Linked DNA regions of Oryzias latipes: region 1 is linked to region 2. The links are chromatin contacts, called in public Hi-C maps. All regions are on one chromosome and are shown on one strand. Each heading gives the region's core, a stretch centred on a gene start, on an enhancer-like site or on the middle of the called end of the contact. The rest is flanking DNA. Distances are from core to core; before and after follow the strand shown.

What was found. A called contact is a pair of places that touch in the nucleus more often than the background predicts.
Region 1: a Hi-C map of embryo shows a contact between it and region 2, with 2.5 times the contacts expected there. The contact joins the promoter of atp6ap2 here to the enhancer-like site in region 2. A contact is called at or near these places in 4 of 5 Hi-C or Micro-C datasets (embryo, fibroblasts and gastrula embryo).

What each region holds. Positions count from the first base shown.
Region 1 is chr21:8,794,299-8,800,859 of ASM223467v1, forward strand. It overlaps atp6ap2 (renin receptor), which reads left to right and starts at 3,745. Exons shown (of 9, transcript XM_004081466.3): 1 at 3,745-3,870; 2 at 5,790-5,920; 3 at 6,015-6,143; 4 at 6,239-6,334; 5 at 6,414-6,551. The coding sequence starts at 3,804.
Region 2 is chr21:8,712,252-8,718,451 of ASM223467v1, forward strand. All of the region lies in intron 9 of LOC101163857 (cyclic AMP receptor-like protein A), which reads left to right. Among protein-coding and RNA genes, the nearest start is that of LOC101163857, 38 kb to the left of the region's middle. Within about 2 kb of position 1,535, at least 6 of the 8 cell types and tissues checked have an H3K27ac peak or open chromatin away from gene starts, as enhancers often do. A contact at or near this core is called in embryo and gastrula embryo, where this site is marked.

The sequences.
Region 1 (6,561 bases), core at 2,495-4,994, 84 kb after region 2:
GAAAATACCCAAATCAAAGTTTGAACTTGTGCGTTTTCTGTAAAAATTACTTGAAAAATACAATTTTGACAAATGTAATCTTTTCTGTGTGAATCCTTTGGTTACGGGGCAAAGCGTTTTGGGTAAACTTGGTCGAAAAGTGTTCTGTGTTGATGGATGAGACCAAGACTACATTTTTTTATGTTTTGAATTTCTCAGACTAAATTCATTAAGAGGAAAAAAAAGGAGTTTCTATAAATTTCTTCAACTTTTACTCAACGAAATAATATTTTTTTTCCCTGACATAGTGGTGTCTATTTGTCTGGTTGTGGTGAAAGGCTTGAAAGTTAGCAGTTAGCTGCATAACATAGCTGCTAAAGACATGGAGTCAGTTTCTTCTGGAGGACATTCCCAATAAGGCTGTGGATGGTTACTTAGGTGTTGATCTGATCTGATTCATGAATCAATATCAATGAATCCCCAATCAAACCACGATTCTCACAATTTAATATAAACATGTTTGAATAGTTGCTATATTTGTATTCTGAATGGATGAAAATATTAATAATATCTATTTATCCACCATCATTTACACCTTTACTTAGAGAAGGAGATCAGAATCAACAAAACATAACAATTAAAAACTAAGATTTAGAAAATAAGAAATTATATTTTTTGCTTTAAACTGTGTTTCACTCATTTCTGTCAACTTACTGGTTAACTTCAACAGTAAACCAAATATTTTGGATAATTTAAACAACAAATCCTGAAAATATTCTCCATTGATTTTCCATCCTCAGAGTTTTCTGACCACAGCTCCAGACGCGTTCTGGTACACGTTCTCAACCATGCAGTCACATTAGATCGCAAGATTTTTTATGTAATATTCCTTTAATTTTAGTTTTATTATATTTTTTATTCGAACTGATGATCATATTTGAAACAAAATAGTTTTTTTCAAGACACATTTCAATAAAAAAATGAACTTCAATCTAGTTTTTTATCTACAAAAAATACTTGATAGTTTTACTTTAAAATAAGAACCTTCCCCAACAATTTACTCATGAGTTTTAATTTACTTCCAGTGCATTTGATTTTTTTAGTTTATGTACTTAAAATCCAACATTATTCAACACTTTAGAGCAATAATTTCATTGCCTTGAGTGTAATTTTAATACACTTTATTATATTTATAAAGATCACAAATCAGCAATCTCAGACATGGTAAATATTCATACTCAGCCTTTCTGAAATAAGTTTTCAATATCCAAGTATACGAATAATTGTTACATCACTAATTTTAGGAAATCTCTGTTGTGCTTCTCAGAAAGTAAAAAAGCAGAAATTCTCCTTTCAAAACCCCTGACATGTGTTTTTGATTGTTCAGAAAGACAGTGTTGATTTTTGTAAGACAACATTTGCAACTGCAGCAGTGGATGCAGTTTATTTTTTCACTGAGACCTTACTGTGAGCTTTTTGTTTGCTAGTACTTCATGAAAGACAACTTTATGACCACAAACCATTACGAATCTGGGTTTATTTTTTACCTGGCCAGGAGTCTGCTGAAAATAACCACCTTTGAATCTGTAAGTGTCATTTACGTATGCGTAACAAACAGAAGTCATTTTTCAAATAAGTACAGGGAAGTTATACATTTGGTTCATGTTGAATTCTATTCTGGATTTAGTTAAGACCTTTACAGTTATAGATAACATATGTTGCACAACCAAAAACGGACGTTACACTCATTTTCTGCAGGTTATGCTCACTAAACCAAACCGTTGCCTTCAAATGTTCCCTTTCAAAAAAAATGTTTCAGATTTGATCAATCTTGGACAGAATGTCTGAGAGTCTATTTACATCAAATGAACTTTATCTCCCACAGACTTCAGTTGAAGTAAAGAGAAGCATGTTAACTGTTCCCCGTTTGGTTTTACAGACTAAAGTTCTCACAAAGTGTGCTTCCCGCGATGGCAAAAACAGTTGATCCAACTGCTTGTTGTATTTAGCAGCAAAGTTAGAGCAGAATTGGCGTTGTAATTTGCTGCAGGCCTGTCTGCCTGGACCTTGGATGAGGGGTGTCAGCTGTCAATCAGCAAATTGAGGAGGACAACAGCATTTCAGCCCAAACAGAAAGGGGCAGCATCACATTCGGAGGCAGCTGGAAGGTCACAGTCATGGAAATCCTTCCTGACTCCCTTCCCTCTTTAGTGAACCAAGAAGAATGGTTCCAGCTTAAAGATGTGAATGGAAATAGCTATTAAGGTTTATTAATAGACATCATCCGAGCGAAAATAAAGAGGTAGATATTTCACAGAAATAAAGTTCATGGTGGTCATCTATTTCATAGAAAGAGGATTTTTCTTCATAACTGCTTAAAAACCCTGGTAATGACTGTGTGTGTGCAGCTCGGCTTTTCTGCTAATGTCTGAACCAATGAGCTTTTCTACATTATTCATCTGATCAGAGAGACATTTAATTGATACTTAACACTTTGGGATTTGTAATTAGTGATTTGGGAGAAATATGATGGCACTGAAACATGTGAGCTTACAAATGAAACGAGAAGGAATCTGTTCTTGGCGTCGAAGGAAATAACTCAACAAGAGTAGGTATTCAAGTATAAAAAATCTTTTTTTCAAAAACATTACCACTGTGCATAATAACATTCATTTCATTCATTTTCTTCCGTTTTATCCCTTTTGGGGTCACGGGCTGCTGGAACCTATCCTGGCCATCCGGCCATGAATGAATGAATGAATGAATGAATGAATGAATGAAAATGTGCATAGTAAAAGTTAATTTCTTAAAATCCTTAAGTATGCTTCAGCAAACAAAAAAAGGAAAATTAAAGGTTGAAACAATAATGTCACTTTGAGGTTATTTTTTGCCTACTAAAATATATTAAAAAAATGAAATGGTGTAAAACCTGATATGGTCCAGACTAAATTAGCATTTTTTTCCCTCTGGGAAAAATGCAAACTTAGAGAAATGCTGCGTTCCTGTACTATTGGAATGATATGAAAAATGGCTGTCTCACTTGGAAAACACATATGAGCTTTAGAAAAACAACAAATATTCCAACGTCACATGAACGCATAATAACTTTTTGCACCTTAGCAAAGGTCAATGTACAGTATTTATAGTGCACCGTCTATGGATAGACACCAGAGTTTCAGGGAAAATAAAACATTGATAAAGATAATCAATATACCGGTAATTGAATCTAGTTTGGGGGGCCAGATGTTTTATGGGCTACCTATGGCCCCTGGGCCGTAGTTTGCCCACCCCCCAGTTTATACTTTAAAAGAGGCGGTTCACTTTTTATATTCTCTCTTTGTTTGTGAACTAGAACTGTTCCAGCTTAGTCTGAAGAAATATTCAATATACTTCCTACAGTCTGCATACATGGTCTTTAGTACACATGCTATACTTATACTCAAGTATGTATATGTATGTGTTCATATATGTTTGCTTTTGTGCATACATGGGCAAATGAATGCATGAGTTCAATAATTGATTATTTAATATATTAAATGATACGTTAACCCATCTGAATGAAGTATTAATTGTTGGAAGTTTGATAAAGTGGAGGAAGGCTTGAAATAAAATGTTCAAATTATTCGGTTGCTGGGCAGATTACTACATTCTCAACTCATAAATTGGCCTGTATAAAAACATTTGTTAACCTACTATCTTTATTTAAAACTATAATGTTTTCTGGCGGTAAAGCTAAAAATGAATGGAAGTTTCCCCTTGTCGCTTCTCTGTCACGTGATCTCCTCTGGGCGTCACGCGGGTCAGCTGATGATCGCAGGAAGAAGATGTCGCTGAGGAGCTCTGTAAGGATGGAAGCCATTCTCGCCGTAACGCTTATCCTCGTCACCGCTGGTAAAAATACAAATCCATTAAAGGATCTCGTATCTTAATGTGACATTGTGGTTGTAGGAGTGTGGCCCCACGAAGCGGAACTATGATGAAGGGGCGGAAATAAGTCGAGGGACTCATTGCTAGCATAGCAAGTTTAGCTTCTGGGAAGGTTCATTTCATCATCTTCCACAGGCTTAAAACATTCAGTCAGTATTATTGTCGTGTTTTAGTGTTGGATAATTTTTGGTTAACCACCGGGTTCATCATAAATGAAGCCTTTTGTCACCACACCAGAGCGTTATCGTTTAGCTAACGCTAAAGATGCTAGAACGAGACACAACACTGTACTTCAAAATTCCTAGAATGGTTTCGTCCGAAAAGTATAAACAGTTGAGACGTTTGGGTTTTTCTGGATTTCTCATTTTAACAAGCTGTCATGTGACAAACTCCGAGTTCCTCTTCATTCATCCTGCATGTCACGAGTGGAGTGGACCAGTGACCTCTGCTGAGTTATTGGGACAACATTCATAGATTTAAGGAGAAAAGTCACCGTTTATGTCCCTGCTGTAGCTGTGGATACCGTAGAATCAGTTACAGTTTAATAGCCTTACCATATGTTGTCTTAATCTTTTCTATTTGGTATATTTTTTATTCTATCTCTGTTTTTAAATCCTTGTTTGTTTGCTTTTTAAAATAGTTTTGTTCATTTGTCAATTGTTGTTGTGTCTAACGGTTTCTGCCCAGCCTTAAGAGTCAGTTTCTGATTTAAATAGAATAAAATAACATAAAAAAATAAATCTAGAGTTCAGTAACTGTGTTATCTTTGCCTTTCCTCTATCCAGTCAGGCTGTGTTAGTTGAAAAAAATCGGTTTGATTTAATAATGATTTAGCAAATCTAAAGATTCATTTTCTTTTACCATTACGCTTGAATTTATTTCCAGCTATGATAAATATTCAACTGTTTTTGCTATTAAGTAAATGTTAAATATAAGTACTTTTGGAGCCAAAGTGATTTGATTTGCATCAATAGACGTCAAGTGGTTGAGGAATTAATTTTTTTCTAGGAACAGGCTTTGGGTTAGTTTTTAGGTAGACATTTTAATCAAAGTTTCAATTTGGTATAGTAAAAATCATTTGTTTAGGACAACTGTTTTTTTTTTTTTTTCCTATGAAATTCATTTTGGAAAGAGATAGAAGGAGAAATAACTAGAGGAACCACTTTTAGTACTATTAGAACAGTGTGCTTAAATCCAAAATCAAATTATTTCCGTTTGGTGACACAGACCAAGTTCTGCTATTCAGGGGAGAAACCCCCCCCGCTTAGATCAGAGTATTCACTTTGATTCAGTCCTCAGTACACAGAACATTTGTCTTTCGGCTTCTCCTTTTTGGAGTCGCCACGGTGAATCATCCGCCTCCGTCTAACCCTCTGGATCCTCATCGAATGCTTCTAGATGGCTTTGGCAGCATTATTGAACAAAGTAAAGAGTGGTAGATACCTAGTTGGTATGCTCGACCAGGAAGAACGAAAACTTTTTTTTTTTGGAACAAAATTTCAGCCAGGAAAGAATGAATTTGACCGTTTTTGTAAGAAAAAACCAACAGTCGGTGTTCTGTGCAGCACCAACGGTTTCCAGGATATTCTAGGGATAAATATACTTCCAGCACACTTCTGAGAAATGCAGTCAGAACAATAATCAGAGGCTAGAAAAGTCATGCATCAATTCTCAGGAGATTTTAAAAACAGAGAAGAAAACCAAAAGGACTTCAGTTGTAAAATACATCCGATTTGAAAACCAGAGCTCTCAGGGATTTATTTAGCAGAGAATGGGTTCTGAACTGCTGATAGAAACGGTTCACAGTCTGTTTAAAGAACCAAATGTGTTTGTTTTTTTAGGCCAGTGTTTCTCGGAATCACACCTCCTCTTGTTTCCTTCAGGTGTCCAGGGGGACAGCTTGACAGTGCTGCAGGCTCCAGAGTTTTTGTCTTTTCAGAAAGGAGACTGGCCACTTTCTGGAGAGAAGATCCCAGACTTGGTGGCTCTAACCATGGGTTTCTCTGTGGAAGAGGCAATTGACAGTTTATAATCTTTCCCTGATATTTTTGCATTCATATTTGCCACAGCTGAGCTGCTTTTTCTGACAGAATGTTTTCTCTGCGCAGGATCTGTCCTGGCCGGGCCTCCAGGCTGGTCCGTTGTTCCAGCGACCTCGGGCTAACGTCCTGGTGGTCGTGAGAGGAGTTGACAGCCTGGATTTGCCTCAGAGTGTCGCTTCTTACCCCTTGGAGAACGTGAGCCAGACTGTTTTCTACATTGGAGTTTTGTCTACCAAAAAAATGTGGTATTTCATGGGAATTACTGAGGCTTTTTGTTTTGTTTCACACAGCCCGTGGCCTTCACTCTGGACAGTGTTGCAGAGATGGTACACTCCACGTTCGCTGAGTACACTCCTGTGGTGCTGCAGCTGGCTCCCAGCGAGGAGGTAGCCTCATGTCATAACAGATTTGGAAACCCCAGGAGGTCGTGCTTCCCTCCCATTGTTTGTTTTTCTTTTTTCTCAGAGACTTTACATGCTTGGCAAAGCCAATGCCGTGTTTGAAGACCTACCAGTCACCCTGCAGCAGATCCGGGCTCGTCTGTCTCAGGATGGCTCAGTGCTCACTTCTTTCCCCCTCAACTCCCTCAGCAGAAATGCAGAGGTCTGTTTCT
Region 2 (6,200 bases), core at 285-2,784:
GGCAGGAATTTGATTTACTGATCGCAATTAGCGTGAACGCATCATCAAGCTGTACACACCAATTGGCACGTCTTTAAGAACACTCATTTAGCCCATGGTGTTCACACCGGACAAGCAGGGAGGGGCTTCTTTTTCTTGTTTTTTTTACTGTTTGCTGATGCATGTCCACCACCTACAGTTGGAAGAGGTTTGGTGCGAAATGTCAAAGTGGTGGAAATATGGTGAATCTTGCTCCAGGTTTTTTCTCTCACAGCTCTATTCCGATATATGAGAGACTTGGTGTCATAGAATTCTAGCCGGGCACAAACTGCGAGTATTAATTTCTCTTACGTGATCAATTTTCAAAACAGTTGGCACTGGCACAGTTGGCAAAAGTGACGCCATTCATACGCCACTACCAAATCCAAGTCCCTGATTGGTCAAAGTTCAACCTTGTTCAACTGTCAACACAAGTTCAACAGCCGTGCGTTTTGTACGCAGAGCCCGAAAACAGCCATAGAAACTTGCATGAATGAGAAGGTTTTGAACGCAGAAGCCCGGAACGTGCATTCACACAGACTTTTCATTGGAAGGGACTGCATGAGTGCGTGGCGCTGAGGGCGGTGTGAACGCAGTTTCACAAAGCTTTGCCGTCGCAGTGCGAGCAAAAAGAAGGATGTGTGGGTGTGGGTGCGTGTGTGATGGAAGCATAAAGCATTTTATTGGCTTTTATAAAACCATGGCTTCATCAGCTAAGGCTGTGTGGGAGGAAGGGGGGGGGTCCGGTAAATGATAACCCCTCCGCCGTTATTAGTCCCCCCCCCTTCCCCCTACCACCACCTTCTCCTTCCTTCGTTTGCTCCCCCCCCCCCCCCCCACCCAAAGCGGTGTGATTGACAGGTCAGGGTTACTAAGTGATTAGCTGCAGCACCTCGGCTTGTCGCTGCAGAGATGTAGGTGGAGACACAGGTCAATTACAGGGTCAACGTCTTTCAAAGGCTCAAACATTACCCCTCCTCTCCCACTCACCACCCCCTTTACCCTTCCCCTCTTTTCATTCACCTCCATTCCAGTTGCCCCCCCCCCTCCTCCTCCTCTCTCTCTCCCTCCTGGGGCTGTCAGCTGATGAAGATGACAAACTGCATCCTATACCCTTCTCACCTCCTCCCTTCCTTCCCTCCTTTATTGCCTCCTCTCCTGCGCTCAAAGTCTTTGTTGTAGCCTCCACATTTCTACTCCTCTTCGGCTTTCCATCTTTCTGCCTCTGTGTTTTCATTTCACCCCCACCACCACCACCTCTTTTTTTCCTCCTCCACTCTTCCTCCCTTCAGCCACACAAAGGCCTCCCTCTCTTGAGCAAATACGCTCCCGCTCGGCTCCGCTCTGCCTTTCTCCAGAGAACGGTGGAGGAAAACGGGAATGAATTGCTCTCTCGTCGTCGTCCTCCACCTCCCCTTCCCCCGTTCGCCAGCGCTGCCTGTATATATCTCCGGCTCCTATTAATTTGTTAGGCTCTCCTTCCTCGCTCACCTCTGTCCCTCCCCCCTGGCTCATATCCTCCTCCTCCTCCTCTCCCCTCCTCTGCTGAGTGCTGGAGTGTGTAAAGTGTTTGTCACGGTGCCGTGCCGATGTCGTCGTGCTCTGCTTCCGCGCCGCAGACAGCCTCCCGCGTGTGCGTTTGGCTGCGAGCGAGCGAGCGCGCGCGCGTAAAGGTGGGCGGTTGTGTCAAGGCGAATGCGCAGCCGTCTGTGCGTGCGCGTCTGCACACTTGTTTGTCCGCCTCAACCGGAGTGTGCGCTTTTTCTCCTCGTCTGTCTGTGAGCAATCGCCTGTCGGGTGCGCGTTTTTCTTCTTCTTTTTTTTTTGTCAAATCTCCGTGTGTGTGCGCGCGCACGCCCTTCCTATGTGCGTGTGTCTGAGTGGGGGATTATTTTTATCTGAGCTCCAAAGCCTCCTAAACAGGGCTTAGAGAGACGGCCCAGGGCAGCAGCTAAAGCCGTCGGATAGAGCTCTCTCTTTCTCACTCCGTGCCATTTCTCCCTGCCCTGATCCACAGCGTGTGGAGGAGCACGCTCCCGCGCACAAACACACTCTTGTTTTTTGGCCCCTCATCTGCCGTCACACAAACACGCAGTCACACGCTATTTTAATCTGTTCCAAATGCTCGCTGGTAAATGTGTTAATTCGACACCAGCTGTTGCGAATTGAAATCGGAACGCTTCCTCGTCCTCAATGGCACGCACACGCACGGACAAGTCATTACGCATCATTTTAGCGACCCCCCACCCCCCATTCATTCAGATGCCCTCATTTAGGCATCACAAAAGTAGCACCCACACCTTTTTTCTCTCCCTTAAGCTTCCCTTAACTGTGTGTGTGTGTCTGTCTGTGTGTGTGCACGTGAGCTCTGCCCGGGCACAACTACAGTTTTCACAGTCTGTTTCTCACATCGCCTCCCCTGTGTACTTTATGCTGTGGGTGTGTGTTTGTTTACAAGGCTCGTCAGATTCCTACTGTGCGCGCTTGTTTGCATAAATAACCCCTCTCCTCGGAACCTGGCTGCTGATTTCAGCAGCGCCGCTCCTCCGTGTGAAAGCGCTCCTCCCCGGATGGCCTTCTGGGGTTTTTCAGAGCGCGTTCTCTCTTCAGCTGGAAGCGCACCCCTTCTCCCTGTTTTGACCAGCAGCAGCAGCAGGAAGAAATCCGCTTCACCCTTTTCCTGCTTCACCTCCTCCTCTTCTTCTCCTGCCTCGGGTTTGTCTGGAAACCCTAACATCCCATTTTTTTTCCAGCTCGCTTTTAGCAATCAGGGTCACACGCCTCAAGGAGGGTGCTTCAGCCCTGCAAATTGGCCTTGGCGGCGGAGCTTGAACCGGCCATGTGTCTGTAACCTTGACTTCACCCTGTCAATCCAGGAGGTAGCTCTCATCCTCCTAGTTATTCTTGGTTTCCCTCGGTGCTGCCTCTGTGGGTTTTGTGGTGTCTATACGTGCTTGCAGGGGATTTTCGTATGGGCTGCCGAGTGTCTAAGCCCCCCCCCCCCCCCCCCCGCACAACCCTTCTGGAGGAGATCTGATTTCCCTCCTCCAGGCTAGCGGCGAGAACAAGACAGCGTGCATGCGTCTTGTGTGTGGTTCAGTGTGTGCTTCTGGCTGCGTGCGCACACGTGCAAACCGGGCCAGGCAGACCTTCCCCATCTCCGTTCTGCACTTTGAAAAACGAGGGAGGAAATCTCAGAGCAGCAGTTATTATTCATCCCTCAAAGAGAACGGGGAGGAGGCGGAGGAGGGGAGGGAGGGAGGGAGGGATGGATGGAGGGAGGAAGAAAGAAAGAGCCAAACGGGAGGGATGAAGCAGGGGTGGGGGATACATTAACGCTTATCTCACTGTATTCGGCGTTCTCCATCCCAGGATGTGCTCCCTCTCCCTCCTTTCTCCTTTCTGCTCCGGCTTCCTTCCGTTGGTTCGCCGTGTGCGTCTCGGAAAACCTTACACTCAGCGCTGCTGGATGTGTGCTTCCTCCGTGTCTGTGTAGGCTGCTGTGTGGTTTGTATCTGCTAAGTTCAGTGTTTTGTTTTCTTGAACAACTGATCCCACGCCAAAACACAGAAACCCAGGTCAAACCTTTCACTTCAGCTCTAATATAACTGCAGAAAATTTTACATTTTAATGTAAAGTTCCTTTTTTTTTTGAGGGAGCGACATAAGAAACCCCAACAGATTTGATTTTTTTTTTCTCCACATCTCACTAAGACCTACATCAGAGCAGAAAACATGAGCCTCTGCAAGTCTGAGACGTCTGCGGTGTCAGATGCCGTGCTCTTGGAATGGCTCGATCGCCTGAGCGATAGCGTCGCCACATGATGCTGTGGGGCCCAGATGATATTTGCTGGGTATGTGACAGCGCCTGCTGTGTGTGCGTCTGTGTCTGCACACATGTGCATCTCGGTCAGGCGCGGGTGTGTAACAGGGGACCGCGGCAGGCCACGTAGCGATCCGTCTCTGATTGAGCAGCAGTGACGCTCCACTATTCATCCCCATTTAGAGAGCTGACAGAGAGCTGGCCTGCAGCGCTGTGCAATGCACGCACACACTGCGTGCTGCCTCGCTGAGGCTGGACACACACACACAGACTCTAGCATGCCTGGTGCGCGGTTATATACAACCAAATACCTGCATTTGCATAATGCAGCATATTCACACACAAATTATATATGTATATATGCGTCTTATTCACTCAAGGCAGTTAAAATATATTGAAAAGTTCCCAGGTAGATACCGGAAAGACGTGCAGAAACGTGTGCCCGTGGCGATATAGAAACCATATACTTTCTACATGCATATAGGCGCAGACTTTAATGTGAGGGAGATGCTAGATAACCTTCCTCGCTCCTGCTTAGGCACACAACCCACCAGCGCTTGCAAATACAAACACGCACGAACCTGCACGCACTCCGTTCCCCCTCCCTCTGCTCTTTCAGGCACGTCGTTAAATATTCATCACTCTGGCTGCTCTGAGAGTGCCGTAAACGCTGCCTCACACTCCAGGGAATCGCTAAAGCCTACTCTATCATCTGCTCTCCCTTCCTCCCCTCTCTTTCTCCCACTCGCACTCTCGTCTGCACGCGCGCGCACGCACAGTTTTAGCCACAGCCTCTCACACGGACAAGCCCATGTGCAAAAGAAAAACACACTCGAAGGCACCACCTGCGGCATCAGCGGACGCACAGTCGCATGCAGGAACCTGAATCGGGCCCACGCACGATGTGAACAAATTTTGTGCAATTGTGTTCGCTGGTACTCCGAGTTTGAGCCGTGTTTTGTTCCAGGAAACAGGATGTCTCATTGTTTGGGTTTCATTCTGTTCGTGAACATTGGCCGCTCTGGTCCCCAGGGTCTCTCTCTGTATTCTTGTGTGTGCGCGCGCTCCTGTTTGCACGTTTCACACCACTTGTAGAAATGTTTAGTGACATTTTCACACAAGGGCAACTAGATATGCAAATGACATCTATGATTGTGTGGGTGTTTGCATAGTGGGAGTCAAGCCCAAAGTGGTTATCCCCAAATTGACCCAGAGATCAAAGCAGATTAAGTTCCAGTTTTCCAACTTTTGCAGACTCGTACAATGCAGATCATGGTTTATTTAGATGAATTTTTCCTCAGTGATAAGAAGATTTTCAAGTCCATTTTTTTCGCTGCTCCACTTTTAGTCAGAAAGTTACCAAACTGGAGCTTTTTCACTTTTGTGTGACTGATCACATGTTATCATTGGACAATGAACCAACTGTTTTTGCCCTGGCGAATGCAACCAGAAAGCAGCTCAGCAACCAGCGCAGGCTGATTTCTCCTCGTCAATTAGCTTGAAGACATTTACAAAGAAAGTTTAAAAAGATTAGGCGAAAATTGTTCTTTATTCTGTTTGATGTAGACATCATTTCTGTTCATTAAATTCAGCGTGTCGCTATCTTTTATAGTTGGAACTGTTGGAACGTGAAACATTTCCTCCAAGCAGGATCATTTCCAGGGTGCACTCGGAGCAATAAAGTCAGGCGTACTTCACTTAGGAGAAGAATCAAATCCAAAAAAAAGAGGCAGAGAATTCTGTCAGCTCGGTTTCCATTTTCAGAACCCACAGAATTCCTTTCAGGGTCATTGTGCCGAAAGCCAACCTGTTGGGCGAAGGCAAGGTACACCCTGAACAGGTCGCCACTCCGTCGCAGGGCCAAACACTCCCCTAAAGGCAATTTAGAGTCACCAATGAAATCGGAGTGCCTGGATAAAACCCACGCGTGCACGAGGCAAACATGCAAACTCCAAACAGAAAGGCCCCAGCTGGGATTCAAACCAGGGGCTTCTCACTGTAGGGCAAAAGTCCTAATCACTACACAACTGGGGCTTGGTTTGCTTTGTTTTACATTCAAACAATCGCTGTTAAAAAATTACAATATAAAAATAACTTTAAAAAGTATAAAAAAAACTTGCAATGAAACAATCTGCAAAACAACAAGACTGCTAATGGTGAAGTGCGCCAGAGGGGAGGGACTGCTATATTGAATAATTTACCCACCAGGGTTTTATAGTAAGCGAACCAGAACCGTTTTCGGGGGGCACAATTTGTTTGTTATTTTTGAAATGCTCCACGTTAAGCAACCTTTACACCGAATGCAATTTGTGGGAGCGGGTGTTCAGCTTCAATGTTAAGTCAGAGGACAGACATGATCA